Linked DNA regions of Capsicum annuum: region 2 is linked to region 1. The links are chromatin contacts, called in public Hi-C maps. All regions are on one chromosome and are shown on one strand. The core of a region is the stretch at or near the end of the contact, and the rest is flanking DNA. Distances in the headings are between cores, read along the strand shown.

What was found. A called contact is a pair of places that touch in the nucleus more often than the background predicts.
Region 2: a Hi-C map of leaf shows a contact between it and region 1, with 2.7 times the contacts expected there. The contact joins the enhancer-like site here to the promoter of LOC107878107 in region 1. A contact is called at or near these places in 3 of 5 Hi-C or Micro-C datasets (leaf and placenta).

The regions. Positions count from the first base shown.
Region 1 is chr1:84,355,101-84,361,588 of UCD10Xv1.1, forward strand. It overlaps LOC107878107 (TATA-box-binding protein), which reads right to left and starts at 4,373. Exons shown (of 10, transcript XM_047396957.1): 1 at 4,136-4,373; 2 at 3,350-3,445; 3 at 2,776-2,863. The coding sequence starts at 3,426.
Region 2 is chr1:84,496,663-84,502,723 of UCD10Xv1.1, forward strand. No RefSeq gene overlaps it. Among protein-coding and RNA genes, the nearest start is that of LOC124897801, 53 kb to the left of the region's middle. Within about 2 kb of position 2,184, at least 5 of the 5 cell types and tissues checked have an H3K27ac peak or open chromatin away from gene starts, as enhancers often do. A contact at or near this core is called in leaf, where this site is marked.

The DNA of each region.
Region 1 (6,488 bases), core at 3,123-5,622:
GTCTTGATCATGCTCATGCTGTTGAGACCTTCCATAGCCAACAAAAATAAAAACAATGACAAAGGGTCTCCTTGTCTAAGACCTCTTTGTGCACTGAAAAAGCCTGCTGGTGAGCCATTTATAAGCACAGAGAATTGTAGATAGTCTCTCAGCATCCAAATATTCACAAATAGTCTCCCAGAAGATCCAACAAGAATACAGTGACGAAACAAGTTAAGAAGCATAACTATTGCTATACACAAAAGCTACTTAATTGCTATACACAAATTAATGTCATAGTAATTTTTTTACATGTCTACCTGATATTAATGATAGAATTCCTCCTTTTAATGATTCATGGATTACTTTGTTTGAAACTGCTACAATTCTATTAATTGCCAAACCTTAAATAGGAACATCAAATATATTTAGAGCCTTAACCCAAATTTCGTAAACAAGGTATTAAAAACAAGTATAAGAGATATAATTAAGTAGAAATCCAGTAACACAATACTGACCAATTCCTCGCTGAAATGGGCCAGTTTGGTAAGCAATTAAGAGAACTTATTTCGGATAAGTGAAAGAGATAGCTCTGCATTGAAGGCTAGGTGACCAACTGAAGACTTAACAATTAACTGAGCTGTAAGGTGCCAAAAAGAACTAAACTGGACTTGTGATTTGCAGATCATATTTGTGGTAAATTCCCCCAACCCCAACCCCCAATACCTAAACAAAGAGAAATCAAATGAATGGAAAAGATGAGAAGACAATAGATGCAAGGTGCAAAGGCCCATAATACTCATTTTAGTAAAAGAACAACCACCAGCCTTTCATCAAAATTCAAGCTGAATTATGCTGTGGGGCGCCACTTGTAGACCAAGTTCAGAAAGTCAACATTGCATTTATGCAAGAGTCTGTTTCCATGACTTGAACCCGTGACCTCCTAGTCACATCCTAGTCACATGACAACAACTTTACCGGTTACTCCAAGGCACCCCTTCTTTACATTTCTTTCAAGGAGAACTAAATCTTTGAAAATGGAAAGCAATGAGTCAAACAAATTCATTTACAAGATTAGACATTTTTTATGACTTCAGTGTCTATGCCAGTGTGCACAAACCTCGACTCATTCCATGGGGTACCAAGTACTTGCTACCTCCCACCAACATAGGTTCAGTAACTTTGTTCTTTGTTGAACAGATGGGAAGAAATCATAAACTTAAATATTAAAACAAATCATTTGGAGGGAAATCCTTATATAAAAAGGTCAATTGGAAACTGCTAAAGAGAGAAAAATTGTCAATTGCCTCATAAGTTATAGTGCAAAACAATATTCACATGCTCAAATAAAGTTCATTTAGTAGTTAGTACTGCAAGAAGCTTCTATTATCTCCCAACATTCACAACCACGACAGAAACAAATTCCATTTTTCTTTTCCTTTTCAAAATCATGACGTCCAAAACAAATCATTTGAAAGCAACAGGTTAGCAAATCTCTGACAGTGTCATAAGAAGATCTAAGGGGCCGTTTGGTGTGAGGCATTAAAACTTATAATCCCGGGATAAAAAAATAGTCCCGGGATAAAAATTTTGGTGTCTTGTTTGGTTGTCAAGTTCGGGATAACTTATCCCGGGATTAACAAATAGTACCGGGATAAGTTATCCCACTCTATGAGTGGTATAAATAATCCCAACATTATTTACCTTGGGATAAAGCCTTAAAATGGCAAAAATATCCTCCAATTATCACTTTTCATATATATATATATTACTTCTTTACTTTAATACTATATAAAAGAGAGAAAGTGAGATTTTGGTAGTCCTCACATCAAATATTTTGTGTCAATTTTATCACTAATTTAAAGTTTAATTACTCTACAAATTTTCATCCATTTTGATAAATTTAAACAATTATATGAGCTTATTAAATGCTATAAAAGTAAGGAGTCAAGAAAAAATGATAGTGACACCATAAAAACTATTTACACAATCAAATTCAAAATTGATCCAAGGGTTTATTGACTTTCTATTTCTTAGAAATGTTTATTAATCTTACTTCAAATTGTCATTTTTCCTAACAAATTTATCATGGACAAGTAATTAAAGTATCTTGACATTCCCTTTCCAACTTAGTACATGCTTAATTATTAAATAAAAAATTATTTTTTATATATAGCTAAATGTTTGAAATTTTTTTATTTTTTTTTTAAAACACAATTTTAACTCTCCAAATATTAATGATACTAAATAATGAAAAATGAGAGTAATTCTTTTTTATAATTTTTGATAATGAAGCTTTTTTAACAAAAAATGAAATTACCAACATTTTATTAAATTTAGGACAAAATAAATAATTTAACATGAAATATTAACACTTCATACACGTTTAAGAAATATCAACAAAAAATTCTTAATATGTATTTTTAGGAAAAAGAATCTACTAAAGTTCAAAAAAAAATTAGTAACTTTTTAATTTCTTTTGTATTTAATATGAAGGAAAATAATTAAGATAAATAAGGTGAAGGGTATTTTTGTAAACAAACTATCTATTCTTAAAAAGAATGTAATGCCTATTATTTTTAGTACCACAAACCAAACAACCATCAAAAACTAATCTCAGGAAGGACAAGTAATCCCAGTATAACTAATCCCAGCATAACTTGGTTCCCAACCAAACGACCCCTAATAGTACATAGCTTCATTCACATATTAGATAAAACACATCATGAATATGCATTAAGAGGATCTATTACCTTATCACCAACTACAATAACAAACTATAGCACAGAAATATACCTTTGGATTGTACTCTGCATTTCGAGCTTGAAGTGCAATAGCTTTCAGGTCCAACTTGCAGTCCAAATTAACCGTAGAGACAATATTCCTAGCAATGGATAAGAATGGCAGATACATAGTCACTTAGTGAAATATATACTTTTAAAATACACAGTATTGCCGCTTGCACCAATCAACCTAAACATATCAGAAGTAATTTTATCACTTGTGTAAAAAGAAAATGAGCAGTATGTTTAGGTGAAAAGCAAGACTGGTGGATATCAATGCTACTCCCTCCATTTCAATTCAATTGATAATATTTATTTTCCTAAACAACAATTTGAAAATTTTTTTGATAACCATGGTGCCAGGCAAGCTTTCACGCAGCTCAACTAAATCCACGGGATATCTATCACCTCCCACTAGCAACAGATACAAGGTGTTACATTATTACATTTCATTTTGAAAGAAATCAAATAAGATACTAAGTTTTCGAGACAGGAGTTAACAACCAACGGCTTGTAAACAATTCATAGACCCTATTACTGGCCTATATATGTAATAAAGTTGGTAGAAGTGATAAGAATAAACGTACTGGAGAGTAGGAACTATTCCAGAAGGGTGCTTGGAAAGATCCACTGGCTGGCTCCCCTCTAATGCCTGATCCGCCATTCCTCTTTTCACCTAGTCCCTACCGTACACGAAACACTACAACAAGGAATTAAAGTAGCAGATACAATCAATATTCTGGTTGATAAACAATACAACAACTGCACATCAACCCCAAACTAGTTGGCTATGTTATATAAATCCTCATTGTCAATGTAGCTCTATTTTGAGTTGGGCATACTATATAAATCCTCACTGTCAATGTAGCTCAATTTAGACAATATTGGGTTCCCCAATACTAAAAGCTATCTACATTTTCTACAGAGTCAATATCTCTTCATCAATTATGAAAATAGTTATTCCTCCAAACCATAGAAGGCCGGGGATCCAATCTCAACAAACGTATAAAAAAAATCTATTTGATTTATTTTTTCTGTCAAAATCTTGGTAGACAAAGTTAATACGTGAGAATGCCAGTGAAATGGACAGTAATAATTCCTTGCCTAGATAAAGGGAAAACATGAATATCAACTATGCCCCTTCCCCTACCCAATTTTTTGATTTGTCTTATCAATAGTTAATCCCCAAGACTGCTCTTGCTAAAGCAAAATCAGATTTTTATAACATATCTAATAGAAGACGGAAAACTAAACTGGAGTATAATGTATCACAAATTCGCTCCGATTGAACTCTTAAAGGAATTGTTACAATTACAATGGAAATTTTATTGAAACAACATTAGCTGATGATGAAAAATGGGTCAGATCCAGACCTTTGAAAGCAAAATGTAAAACTAGGGTTTGCTTTAAAAACTGTGCTGAATTGGAGCTGAGAAAGGGTGATTGCTTGAAGGTGGTGGGGTAATTAGTAGCGGTATAGAATTTGAAAGAAGAATCTTTTATATGAAAGGGAGAAGAAGATCTTTATTGAGCGACAAGGGTGGGTTATTATATAGAGGGAAGAGGGAGGACTTTGAGAGGGAACGATCTCAAGAGCTGATCGAGGCGTGTGGAATTGAGTATTTGTGTTATAGATGGTGCTTTAATTTACTTAATTACCCTCAGCTCAGCAAAACAGATGTTCTATGTTTTGATGGGCAGAATGGTAATACAGTTTTGTCATGTGAATGGCATTCGAGTCCGTGTGCATTGCCCTTACAAAAATGCCGAGAAACATTTTTATAAAATAATTTTAAAAAAAATGCTTTTCAAAAATAAAATTATGTTTGATAAATACTTATGAAAAGTATTTTTAATAAATAAATTCTGTTTGGATAATTTTTTTCAAAATAACCAAAAAGGACATGTAACTTTTACTACTAAAATTAATTTATTATTAATAATAAAAAATAAAAAGTTATATATTCTCCTGTCATAATCATCAATGATATTTTAAAATTTATTTAAAGAAAATAAGTGAAAAATAAAATAATAATAATATATAAATCATAAAATAAAATAAAGAATTATAACGTAAATATGACATATAAAATTTTAAAATCAAACTTATAAGATATGTTAATTAATTTTTTTTTGTTTAAATATGTTAATTAATTAATAAGGGGTATATACACACACACACTTCATATTATTATTATTACTAGTTTAACCGCACGTGTCTTGCACGTGTAACGTTTATTTCTTTAAAATTAAATGATTTTGTCTATTGCGGAAACTTTTAATAAAATGTGAAAGTTCAAATCACTTTTCAAAAATCTTTCACACTTTCATATAATAATGTAAGCATAAACATATACACATATATGTTTTACCATCAGATTTTTCAATTGGTTGATGAATCATTACTTTTGTGTTTGTCATATAGTACCCCTTTCTCTTATTACCACAAGCTGAGAGAGAGACACATTGATTTTAATCATATTTGTGTTACGTTTATATACATACATACAAATATATATATATATATATATATATATATATATATATATATATATATATATATTTAGAATTTTTCCTTATTTTTAAAGTTAAATCTTTACAAAATCATTGATTGCATTCTTATTATGTACTTAAAACTTTTTTAAAATGTGGTCTTTCTTAAATTTTTCTTATTCTAATAGTTTTATATTTATTTCTAGATTTTCTAAACCTTTTTAAAATCAAATTTAGTTGATTTAGAATTTATAAATTAATAGAAAAAGTATTAGTTGTTATTAATTTTGATACTTCGAATAAGGAAAGATTTTACCATAAATAGGTTTAATAATTTCCAACTCTTAAATTAGGAAAAAAATATTAAAATTCAGATGACTTCTAATAAGGAAAGGTTTTACCATAAATATATTTAATTAATTTTTAACTCATAAATAATAGAGCCGGGGGTCTATCGGAAACAGCTTCTCTACTCCTTTGGGGGTAGTGGTATGGACTACATACATTTTACCCTCCCCAGACCCCACTATGTGGGAATATACTGGGTTTGTTGTTGTTGTTAACTCATAAATAATAGAAAAAAATAGTGAAAAGACGATTTTGTCTAAAGCAAAAACTTTTAATGAAGAGCAAAAAGTTCAAACAACATTTCTAAGACCCTTCACACTTTTAATATATTATAGATATAGATATATATAATGTGTGTGTGAGAGAGAGAGTGTTTGTGTGAGTGGTAAGGAAATTTGTCATGAAAAAACATATTTTCTGCTGCTGCTTTAAAAAAAAAATCTGCTTCTTCCCAAAAGTAGAAAAACTATCTTCCCAAAAGTAGAAAAACTATTTCTACTTCTTTTTAAAATCACTTTTACAAGTTTACCAAACATCTTCTTTTCAAAAAAAATGCGTGAGGTGGTGATAGGGATAATTTTTGTCATGAAATTTTTTTTTCTGCTTCTGTTTTTTTTAAAAGCAGAAATTTTCTGTTTTTTCTTCTTTTTAAAAGCACTTTGACAAGTTTACCAAACATCCTTTTACAAAAAGTGTTTTTTCCTCAAAATAAGCGCTTTTGTGGGAAAATAAGCTATCCCAAACAGACACTAGATCAAGAACACGTGCTCTGAAGGAAAGGAGGAATTATTTCGGTCGTATTATTTGATGATTTTAAATTGAAATAGTATATGTACCCACGTGATGCGTGAATAATATTTCTGCATTTTATGATTTAATATTTCT
Region 2 (6,061 bases), core at 934-3,433, 140 kb after region 1:
GATGGGACTCCGAAGTGGGTTCATGCAAAGAAAAGAAAACAAGAAGAAAGAATTAATATATCATCCACAAATCACCCAGAAAGTTTCCTAATACTGAGAGAGATACTCATACGCTGATTCATAAAGATATGTCCAGGTCATCCAAAGAAAGTAAATGGAAGATTGTCAGCAAAACAAAGCCTACACAATTACATTTTTTTGGGGAGCTTAGAGAGAGTGAGGTGAAATAAAAGCGTGAATTGGACATTTAAGAGATTCAACAAATAGGCAAAAGAAAGAACAATTAACACATGCTAATTCAGCAAACCAGAAAACCAACCATTGTAAGAAAATCCTCATGTCTAATGTTCGACAAAATTCAACTAGGTGCAATCAGATTCAGCTTTTACAGATTGGAGAAAAGAAAGGGAAGAAGAAATAATCTAAGGTAACAGACTACTAATCAAGTATTATGAACCAAAGAATGATTTAGGAAAACAATTTCAATCCTTTCACAAGATGAACCCAATACAAACTGGAATTTTTGTAGTGGTAACAAAAAGAATGCAATGAATGAAAGGACCACGACATATAGCATCTGAGTTGACACAACATGTGAATTAACGATCCTAAACTACACAATTAATATCAAACTAGTGCGTTAAGAATGCAACAACTAGAACTTGAAACATTAAGACAAAAATTGTGAGTTATATTTTTTGAACCTATTAAGAAATTGAATCAGAAATCAGGAGCCAGTGAATGTCAATAAGGAAGAAATAAAACAACCAAGGCGTTCGGATAGTCAGGGAAAAAAGAGAGAAAAATAAGGAAAGAATCCACTTACATAAAACAATTAAAAACTGAAACTTTGAAGCCATAAGAGATATAAAAGAACATTATTCTTCTTCTTTTTCCTATGGCTATTAGACTACATTAAACATATTCGTGCTAGTGCATCAAGACTAGCATTACGATGCCAAGAAAAACAATAACCCATCAGTTGTGATTTCCATCAAAGCAAAGACCTATATAATGTATCCTTCATCCCTTCTTTGACATTTCTTGCCAATAGGAATTTGAGGAACATCTTTACATGCTCACGACAACTCGAAGACAAGCATAAAACAAGGTAAGGAAATAGGCGAAACAGTAGCAACATCGAACTAAGGCAACAAAGAGGACTTAAATAAAGAAGGCTCAGCTAAATATTAGCAAAAATAGACCACAATTTTCAAGAGATTGTAATGACTTTGAAAGAAAAACTAGAATTCAAATTGTGATACCAACGCATTGAGCTCACAGCTGCATCGAAGAGCAACAGATCGGAAGAACACTATGTTTCGGACAATTTAAACAAAGTCAATATAAGAACAGTAGTTTAAACCCCACGACGAGATGTATCGAATCATACGAAAAAGCACAACATGTTCACAATATATACTAACGGAAAATTTAACAACTGACCAGTAAGATTAACACGAGATTATGATTCCAAAACAGTAAAATAAAAAATATATGGAATCAACAATAGGGCGAACATCATTAAACCAATTAAAACGACACAACAATAGTCACCACAAACAAATCCTATGGCCATCAACGACGTCTACGGCAAGCAAACCTAATGCTATCACGATTACAACTAAGCAGTTAACTGATTCTATGGTTAAAAAGGAAGAAGAAGAAAATGATGAAATTAAAAGGGACGAGAGTATGTTTACCCCTTTCGGGGTAGCCAAACGCAACAATGAGCTTCGTCGGAATTGTGAACACCACGGAAAAAGATCTTAAAAACGATTAGCCTACTGCCTTCAAGAATTCGTGCTGAAAACAAAATATATTTCTTCTCTCTCTTCTTTTTTTCACTTAAAAGAAAAGCCCCTTCTCCTTTTACTATTTTTTCTTATGTTTTTGCTTCCAAAATCCTTTGTCTCTTCTCTTTTTTGGACCTAAAAGAGATTTTTTTCCCATCTAAAAATTGGTCCACGTTGAGTCATTTATAGAAAGGCGTATATGGGGTAAATTAGGGATTTCTAAAAATAGAAAATTGGAAATTGGAAATCTCCCCCCGCTTCGGTTTTCATCCCTAAATTTTTGTACTAATTTTTGGATTTTCTTCGGATAAATCTGGATGGATGGACTAATAGAATTTTTCGCAAAATGAATTCCCTCAAGAACTAATAGGAATTCACCAAATATGTACGGAATCGTACCATCGTGCCTGAGATTTGTGGAATTACCCGTTGGGGAACGACACCTAGGTTTGTTCTAGAACTTTCTCGAGCCCTCCTCATACGTACCCATGTGAGATGCACGTGGAGAAGGGTTGGGTCGGTTGGGTCTTCGACGGGTTGAAGATGGTTATCGGGTATGGGATTTTGCTGTTTTTGTCGTGGCTGGTGGATATTGTACGCATCACTATTGTTGTTTAGAGCTGATTCTAATTCAGGTCGGGTTGATTCGCGGATCATCGGGTTTTGGGTTTTTCTGCTAATATTGTTGGTCGGTGTTGAGATCATTATTTGGTGTGGTGTTTTGTTGTTGCTGATAAGGGAGAGACTAAAGTTGTGGGCCGGGTCGGATTTTTGGTTTGGGCTAGGGCGGACTATTGTTATGGGCTGGTGGGTTTAGTGGTTTTATGGCTGAGTGGAGAAAATTTTTTGGACTGCTTTTGTGGCCCAAAAATGGAGAAGGTTAAAAGGATTTTGGGATTATTTTAAATGTAATCCCAAATTAAGATTTAGGATTTAGCCCAAATTCAATTAATATTTTGACCAAATTAAAAATTAAATTGGTCAATTTGCACTGCAATCGTGGCCAATTTGATTTTCATTATGATTAAATTTAATAAATTGGCTAAATTAAATTGAAATTTGATACTAATTAAATCCTTATTTCAATTCCGAGCTTCTTAATTTAATAAAATCAAACACATATTCATACAAATAAATTATTTTTGAGAGAAAATTATATTCAAATAAAGATTTTAATTATTTGAATTTATTTTCAAGATAAGCCTTTGATTAAAATCTGATATTTTGTAAAATAAATATTTAAGTAACAAAATTATAAAATTTCGTATAATTGAACACAATAATATATAATCGCTACTTAAAATGATAAAATTACGTATAAAATTATTTTGAAAAGTTTTTATTAAGATCAAATAAATATTTTGATTTTATTAAAAACTTTGGCTTTTTCTGATAGAAAAATGTGATATCTTATAAAAACTTTCTCCGAGGGATGTGCCGTGGAGAAGATATGGATATGAATCCATGGGTCCTATGTATTGTAGCTTTATCTCCTTAGGTGTATACGGAGGCTGTGCGACAGTCTCAGAGGTTGTGTGATGACCTCATGCATTACATCCTCCTCCTCCTCATCATCATCATTCTCATTATTTTTTTTACTTTATTATGCTTGTGATGTGATTGTATTTCTGTCTTGACTTGTTACCTATCCATTTGTTATATCTTTCTTTACTTGTACTTGATGTTCTTGTATATGTTGTCCTTCTGTTATTTACTTTTATGTCATATGATGTATACTTGTGGTCCTTTTTTGTGTATGTTTCAATATATGTAAGTATTATAGAACTATTTTGTGTGACGTTTTCTAATTGCAGATGCATGCCCCTGGTGTTTATTTTGTATGCTTTATTATCTACTTTTCACAGTTGGCCTATGATACCTACTGAGTATAAGTGAACCGTACTCACTTCTTCTATATTCTTTTGGTGCAGATTCTAGTTCGGGTATGCCCCACATTGGTTGATTCGGGTAATATTTGGAGCTTTACGAGGTAGCGATGGATTTCATACATTCAGACTCTACTACTACTTTATGACACCCCAAAAATTCAAGTCAATGTTAGAACCATGCTTTAAGTTCATACAAGATCAAAACTCATGTTTTGATAGATTTATAGTGATTTAGACACATATTAAAGTCACAAATAGCTCCTAACATATAGACAAGTCAAAACATCCCTTAACGAATAGATTCTTGTGAAAAATATAATTGTAGTCATCTTCAAACAAGCATAACTTCTGTTCTACTAAGAATTTTTGAGCTCAAGACTCACCAACAGATAGATAATTGAATTATATTTCCAACGATACCAATTTTTCCTTAAATTCGATATCAAGGTAAGAAGTTATGACCAAAATACTGAAACACTGTCAAAGATGCCCAGACTATAACTTGTAATGTCTCATTATGGGGTATTAGAAGGGAGTTGTAATCTGGATAGTAGAGGCTGAAATTGGACTTCTAAACAAGACTGAAGTCACGAATCATGGTCAGACCCTACAAGTTATGACCTAAGTCGTTAGGACTACTTCCAGATGATTTCTAAGGGTTTTTTGGTCTTTCCCACCCTTTTAGCTCCAAAAATACGTCGTTTAACCCTCTAAAACAATAGTTATCAATCATAAATATTACCTTAACCTATCATAACTCAGAAATCATTCATCATATAGTAAAAATAGGCTATTTCTTTCTCCCTAAAGCCAATTAAGGTTCTTCAAGTTAAAGTTCAATCCCAAGAAATTTATCCAAGGCTTTTACATCCAGGTATGTGGGTATCCAATGAGGAATTCCTTTCATCCTTATACCCAAATTATGATTTTATTCATGAATTTAATGATTTTCATAATCTAGGATTTTACCCAACTGTTACTCTAAACTTAAATTGAATTTCCCATGATATTGTTCTCAAATTCAAGCATGTTTTAATGATTATTCATGGTTTCTTAAGCCCATATCATATCATTCACGCTATTCTCAAATTCAAGCATGTTTTACTTGATAATAGTTAAGATTTCAAGCATATGAATAAGCTATATGAATTTTCCTTAATTTCTAGAGTTTATTTTGTAATTAAACCATGAATACATGATTTTCGATAAGAATAACATCTTCCTATGTTCAAAATCATAAATTTTCAGATTATGGTCACTTGTTGAATTTTTGGGCTTTATACATGAAATTTCTTTTTTATGATCAGTTTTCAATATCTTCATGTTCAGTTGCATTAGTCAGAGCTGGGGGATTATGAACACCTGATACCTAGAAATTCAGATATATATCAGTTTACATGCTTTTGAATACTTCATATTATACATGCATTGTTATTTTCAGAATACCATGAATTAAACATATCACTTATCAGTTATCAGTGCATGTACCAATTTATGCTTCTGTGTCTTTTAGTTGGGAGTAGAACTTAGCACCAAGAGAACCTAGGGGCGAAGGCTCACCCACCAGTGGAGAACTGAGACCTTTAGTAGAAGTCCCTAAGTTTTAGAACTACATTGCTAGCATAGGTTATGAGAGGTCACCCATCAGTTGAGGACTGACACTCTCTTAAGGGTCATGATCACCCTCCAGTAGAGGACTACAACCTAGTCCTTTGAGACATCATGTTAGTGGATCCACACAGCTAGTATTGGTACCCTTGGTGAGGTACTAACGCCCTTCTAACTATTTTTAGATTTTGAACCCTGATTAGCTCAGATTGGGGCATGTCGGTTAAGTGTTAGCTCTCACAGTTTCTAGTTCAGGATTCAAATTATGTCTAATTCAGGTTGGCTTGACCAAGTGTTTAGTATATTAGTTATTTAGATTATTTCAGTATTTTTTTATACTTGGTCTTACATTCGATTTTTATGTTCAACTTATCTTTCAGCTCATATATGTATGACCTTATATTCAGTTATTCAGTTTTATACAGTATATGTTTATACTTGGTCATTGCATCAGTTCACATCCCACAGTCTCAGACGTGGTATTCATACATGACCCTCAGTATAATTTTACAACATAGTCAACTTTAACTTGAGATTTAATATAGTATTCATGTTTCTATAACTTCCTAGTTTACAAAAATATTTTAGCTCAAAATTTAGAAATTTCACCACGCCTTACAGTTTTTACATACAGACATGTTTTAAATTCATATTTCAGCAAATGGTTTATGTCCTTAGTTTTAAAGTATGTTTTAAGTATTTTCATGATTAGTGCATATCTCACATACTTAGTACATTCCAAAGTACTGATAGCATAACTCTTCTGCC